Regions from separate parts of the Sus scrofa genome. Here region 2 is linked to region 1. A link is a contact called in public Hi-C data. All regions are on one chromosome and are shown on one strand. Each heading gives the region's core, a stretch centred on a gene start, on an enhancer-like site or on the middle of the called end of the contact. The rest is flanking DNA. Distances are from core to core; before and after follow the strand shown. Region 1 holds the start of RPS3A (ribosomal protein S3A). Region 2 holds the start of LOC102163742 (ice-structuring protein 4-like).

Region 1 (2,771 bases), core at 260-2,759:
GAAATCTAAACCTCAACACCTTTCTGACCTTAAACCACAACATCTTTGGTCACAAACACCACAGGACCACTCAACTTCTGTTCTCACCTGCCATTTTTTGACCATTGAGCACATCTTGTCACGGGTAAGATCCATGCCGTGGAAGTTGGTCAAGCAGTTTTTGCCCTGAACATCCTCAGTAATCAGCTTGAATTTTCTAAATGCAACTTCATCATTCTGCAGATCAGCAAGGCTCACTTCAAACACACGACCCTTGAGGCCATCAGATGCAATTTCTATAAAAACAACAATCGTGTTAACGTTAGAAAACATATTAAGGCAAGAAAGATAAATTTCATGCATTAAACTTAAACTAATAATAAAGACATTAACTTTTGTTTACCAAATCCATATGGACACCAATGACTTACTGACTGCTCATTAGAAGCTCAAAAATACGAACATTTTTTGCTAATTCTAAAAGTACCACCTCGCTTCTCCAAGTGTTGTATTAAAAACAAGCCCTAAAGGGGCCAAAGTTGTCACCAATAGCTGACATTCCCTCACCGTATCCCACCACAGAAACAAGAGTAGACCGACATATTTTTCAATTTAAGAAAAATACAGACGAAAGAGATACTCACTGGTTCCTTGAGTTCTTGTGACCAGTGTTTTCCCAATATTTCTTATATTGAACATAGCTGGTGCTTTCACATCATACCAATCTTTCTTAGAAAATGGGTCAACCCTGGATTTAAAAAAATGCTTAGGTTTTATCGCAGATAACGTAATTCGTTTTAAGCCTCCCTCAGTTTTTGTTCTAATTACTTTAAAAAACCTAGCTCTTCCCACTATATCTATTTCACTGAGCAGATGTGACACTCTGGCAAGTAAATTATGCCCCAAACACTCTCCACCCCTATCGGTCCTTCCACTATACTGACTGCATTACCTCCAAACAACTTGCACGTCTCTTCAACCTTATTGGCACATTAAGACACATACTAGTAACCTAGGCTCTTTAAGGCCTCATGCTAGCTTACGAGATCCCAGGTTCCACCTGGCCATAGCAAGGGAGGGGTGCAGCGTCCCGGGTGGACAAAAAGTTGCGTTGACAAGTCCGGCTTTTGGAGGGGCACTGATTACTCGTAGAATTTACGAGACCCGTAAGCCCACAGTAAGGAACATGCCAGGCCAGAGACGCAGCGGCACTCCCGACTCAAAAGCGGTGCGCATGAGGTCCAGAGGGCCAGCGGAAAAGCAGCCGGACCGCCGCAAAAAAACACCCAGATCCGCCACGCTCCAGTTCGGGAGTTTACTAACCCGGCACGACCCGCGCAATCCAACTAACATCCTCGCCATCCGGCCCACATCGCGATCCAGAACCCGCCCGCCGACTCCAGCAGAGCCCCTAGAAGCGGGGTGCCACGACAGCTGTCACTTACACTTTCTTCTTGGCTCCCTTTTTGCCGCCTTTCGTAAGGCGCTTATTCTTGCCAACCGCCATGGTGCTGCACAGAGAGCCAAAAGGGCGGAAGTATCACTCGCGCGAGAACTTAGGCGTGCGGGGCGGGACGTGCCGTTTACGTGACCTTTGATCTTACGTTTTCCGGCCTTCAGAACTGGGAGAGTCACGTCTCCGACTGTAGCTGCGACTGCGCCCTCGCCTGTGGGGAGGCTGCGTAGCAGGCCACTGGTCGCCGGCTGGGCGCTCCTGAGGCCCTGGCGCAGGCGGCCTGAGGTGCCTCGTGTTGGTGGACGGGGGTTTCTGTGGCCCTGACGCCCTGAAGTGAGTTTTCGTGGAAGAGGACGCCCATTCCACATCTTTCAAAGCCGAAGTCACCGTCTCACCTTCAAGCCTGTTGTCTTCTCAGGAGCGTGGGATTTGGGAGTAGATAGCATGTCTAGGTTCCTTTGCTAGTTACAGTAATATTTAGCCCTGTTGACCTGTCTGTGCTGCGATTTCCTGGTATTTAAAGTGGAGGCCAAAAAGAAAAGTGGAGGCAGAGTAGTTTTGCTCTGGCGCAGAGGGTTAAGGATCCAGCGTTATCTCTGGACGCAGGTTCGATTCCCTCCCCACCCCCACTCCCACGGCCCAGCGCAGTGGGTTAAGGTCTGGCGTTGCCCACCTATGTGACTCGGGTCACAGCTTCGGCTGCAATCCCACCCCTGGCAGGGGAATTTCCACATGACACTGGGTGCGGCCATAAAAATAATAATAATATGAGACATGAAATGGAGGCAAGGAGTTACTTGGTGGCACAGCAGATTGAGGATCTGGCGTTGTCACTGCTGTGGCCAGGGTTGCTGCCGTGGTGTGGGTTCAATTCCTGACTGAGAACTTTTGCATGCAGCGGGCGTGGCCAAAAAAAGTAAACAAAATAGAGGCAGTAAAACTAGTAGGGGTAAATAAGTGTAACTTCGGGGGTATTGGATATTGTATGTTGATATGGAAGCTGGTTAGTGGAGTATGTTCGCTTTGTGAATTTGAATCTAAAGCTGTACACTTCTGTGCGTACTTTTCTTTTTTGTTCTTGTTTTTTGTTTTAGGGCCGCGCATATGGAAGTTCCCAGGCTAGGGGTGTAATCGCCTACACCACAGCCACAGCAACTGATGGGGCTGCATCAGAAACTTAGACTGAAGCCTGCCACAGCAACTTGCTGCTCCTTAACCCACTGAGCAAGGCCAGGGATCGAACCCACTTCCTCATTGATACTATTCCGGTTTTTAATGCACTGAACCACAAAAGGAACTCACTTTGGGTACTTTTCTATTTTTTTTTTTTTTTTTT
Region 2 (3,098 bases), core at 152-2,651, 77 kb after region 1:
TTAAGGCCTTAAGGATTCAAAGAGTACCCTAAGGGTGAAAAGCTACTTTCCTCTATAATATGTTTTCCACTAATGCATCAGGAAGAATGCTTTACTGTTAATAATGTTAACAGTAACCTTAATAGTGGGAGTGGACGGGAGGGGCCCAGATTATGATGACCTGTGCTGGTTTCTATCCCCATATAATTGGTCTCTTAAACTGAGAACGATGCGAACCTAACTTTCAAATTAGAAGATCAGGAGAGGAAAAACACCCCTCAGCGATCTAGGCGCAAATTAACCCCGCCTCCACGCTGTTCGGAGCAGCTGTCCCAGGAATCCTCCTTTGCTTAGAATGTGGGAGAGGTTTGGTGGGGCGGCAGCTGTAAAGCAAGGAATCTTTCCCGTTCCTCGTCCTCAGGATCTTTAGCCCCACACCGCCTTCCGAATGAAGGTGGCAGCTGGCAGGGCATCCCAGTGGAAATCTCTTTCCGAGTTTTCGCCGGGCGCGGCAGGCGGGCAGCAGCGGCAAGCTGTCAGGGGTGGGGACTCTGCTCCCCTTAGACGAGCACGGCAGCCTCGGTGACTCCGGCGCTGCCACCTCTCTGGCTAGTAACGGTCCCTCAGGTGTCCTTCTTCGATTCCAAGAAGACACCTTGGCAGCGAGAGGCGGGTTCCGTCCGCGCCAGGAGGCTCTACGGTAACAACAACAGAAGGAGCGTCAGAATCCCCGCTCGGCACTTGCCAAGCACCTTCCCAGGCCGGGGGGCGGGCGGTGGGGAGGAGGCGGCTCCCGGAAGGAAAGGTCTTTCCCGGCCGGGCGGGGCTCACACCTGGTGTCCGTGCGGAGCGCCCGCTAAGGCTCCCGCCTTCAACCGCGGTCCTGCCAGCAAGCGGGCGTCCCCGCCGGCCCCCGCCCGGGAGGCTCCCCTCGCGTCCCCACCCAACAGCCGCCGCCAGTCGCCCCCGCCTTCGCGCGTGCCCGCCTGCCCCGCCGCCCCGCGCGCTCGCGCACGCGCACGCCGCGCCCCGAGGCCCTCGGCGCTGTCATGGCGGCGGGGAGCAGCCTCAGTTCGCACACGGACAGCCGCGCGAGCCGCGGTGGGGCAAGCTGTGGCAGTAGCATCCTCACCGCCCGCAGCAGCCGGAGCCGCGGCGTCCGTAGCGCCGGCAGCGGCTGTTTTTGCAAAGGCTGAGCGCAGGGGAGGGTCGGGCCAGGAAGCCATGGAGTTCTGTGCAGCCGCGGACTCCCGGGGAGAGGACTAGGCAAACTTGGAGGCTGCGACCAGGTGCACTGACCTCTCTCTCCTCCCTCCCCTTCTCGCCGAATCCGCCGGGCCTCCCCTTCCTTCTGGCCGCCGCACACACCTCCCTCCTCTCCTAGTTGAACCTCAGGTGCCCGAGAGGTGCTCCACTCCTCCCCCTGGGCCGAGGGTTGAGAATAATCACCGCCCCCTTCCCCGCCCTTTCCTGCCCTGGATCCCCGCCGCCACCTCTGTTTCGCGGCTGCCAGGCGGGGGCCGAGGAGAGTCCGGAGTGTCTGGGTGAGAAGGAACTTTCTACCTCTTGGGGAGCTTGGGGGCTCCCGGCTTTTCTCCAACCCCTCCTTTCCCAGCGACAGTTTCTTTTTCCGTGCACCTGTGAGGAGAGGTTGCCCTGCGCCTGGAACCTGCGAGAGTGTGGGGGAGGAGTGAACCTGTCCCCGAGCCTTTCGAACCCGCCTGCGTAGGGCACCCAGCTCCTGGAGCCGCGGGGAGGCAGGTGGCTGGGAGTGGAGCACCTTTGGGAACTTATTCGACGGACAATAACTACTCCCCTCCCCCCTCAACCTTAAAACAAAACCTAGCCTATTTAACAGTGATCTAATCTTCCAATAGGGTTTGGCGTTGTTGTCAGCCTCGGGGAGAGAGATTGGACAAATATTCTCCAAGAGAAGGAGGGCGACGCCAAGGACTTTCCACATCAACTGCTTTTGGGGTTTCTCCACAACTTGGAAGAGTGACCTTTTCCGTTTTGCTGTGCGTCTGTGTGCTTATTACTGGTGCAGCGACTCTGCCCCAGAGTGACTCCGAGTTGTCCTTTCTTGAGAACTAGCAATGGCTAGCGAAGACAATAATGTCCCTTCCCCGCCACCAACAGGTGATGACGAGGGAGGTGGAGGGAAAGAAGAAACCCCTGCAGAAGGGGGTGCCCTGTCCCTGAAACCAGGGCTCCCCATCAGAGGCATCAGGATGAAATTTGCCGTGTTGACGGGGTTGGTTGAAGTTGGAGAAGTATCCAATAGGGATATTGTAGAAACTATCTTTAATCTGGTAAGTAGATCTCTGTTTTACAAGCATGTATTCTCAGTGGGTAAGGGAACAAGACGTTAAAGCTGGAGCCATGTGCTTTACTCAGGCTGATGATAGAAACAAAATTCTTCTGACCTAAGTGAATCAATTTCTTGTATTTTTTAGCCTAGGGGGAATTTCGTAAACTTAGATAGACCTCGAGGTTTTGTGAAAGTAAACAGAGCACTTTGATCATAAGGAAATAAGTGTTGCTGTGGAAGTATTATGGGGGATTCCAGTGGAGTTTTATTCTGTAATTTTTTTTCTTGGAATGTAAAAGTCTGCATTTCTCTTTGACATTTTAAGGTCTTGTGATCTTTTTTTTTGGACTTGATAAAGTAAATGATAGTCCTGCCTACTCTTATGAGTCTGCCTAAGTTATGTTTTGCCATAAGTTTTGAACAGAACATTTTTGTTCATAGGGCTGATGAAAGATTAATTTGAAGCAAAGTTAGCATTTATATTTAATTTTGACTGGTTTTTTTTGTAGACTTAAAGTTACATTTTGGAATGAATTTAGAGTTACATCTTGTGAAAATTGAATGGCAACTTAAAAAGAGGATTGCAGCAGAAATGTAATTTTTATTTCTTTTGTGAGTTCATGTCTATCAGCAAAACATATTTGGTCATTGGAAGTTGTTATGAGCTATGGATGTTGTTTTTAAAGGTGAATATGTAATATTTCCCATTCCCCCTATTCCAGTCTTAGAAACAGTTATTACTGCTAATGAGGACTTCTTAGATTTCTTTATTTCAATCTCTGTTGCCCATCAACCTAAAGAGGAAAAA

Evidence for each region. Hi-C and Micro-C count contacts between places; a contact is called where the count stands out from the background.
Region 2: a contact with region 1 is called in a Hi-C map of skeletal muscle, with 4 times the contacts expected there. The contact joins the promoter of LOC102163742 here to the promoter of RPS3A in region 1. A contact is called at or near these places in 2 of 5 promoter capture datasets (fetal liver and liver), 5 of 47 Hi-C or Micro-C datasets (epiblast stem cells, heart right ventricle, liver and 1 more) and 1 of 2 datasets of contacts at active chromatin or transcription factors (alveolar macrophages).

What each region holds. Positions count from the first base shown.
Region 1 is chr8:77,892,231-77,895,001 of Sscrofa11.1, forward strand. RPS3A (ribosomal protein S3A) reads right to left here and starts at 1,510. Exons shown (of 6, transcript NM_001137619.1): 1 at 1,425-1,510; 2 at 624-727; 3 at 88-275. The coding sequence starts at 1,486.
Region 2 is chr8:77,969,077-77,972,174 of Sscrofa11.1, forward strand. LOC102163742 (ice-structuring protein 4-like) reads right to left here and starts at 1,402. Exons shown (of 2, transcript XR_002346403.1): 1 at 1,279-1,402; 2 at 78-674. LRBA (lipopolysaccharide-responsive and beige-like anchor protein) reads left to right here and starts at 1,011. Exons shown (of 57, transcript XM_021100638.1): 1 at 1,011-1,268; 2 at 1,857-2,291. The coding sequence starts at 2,076.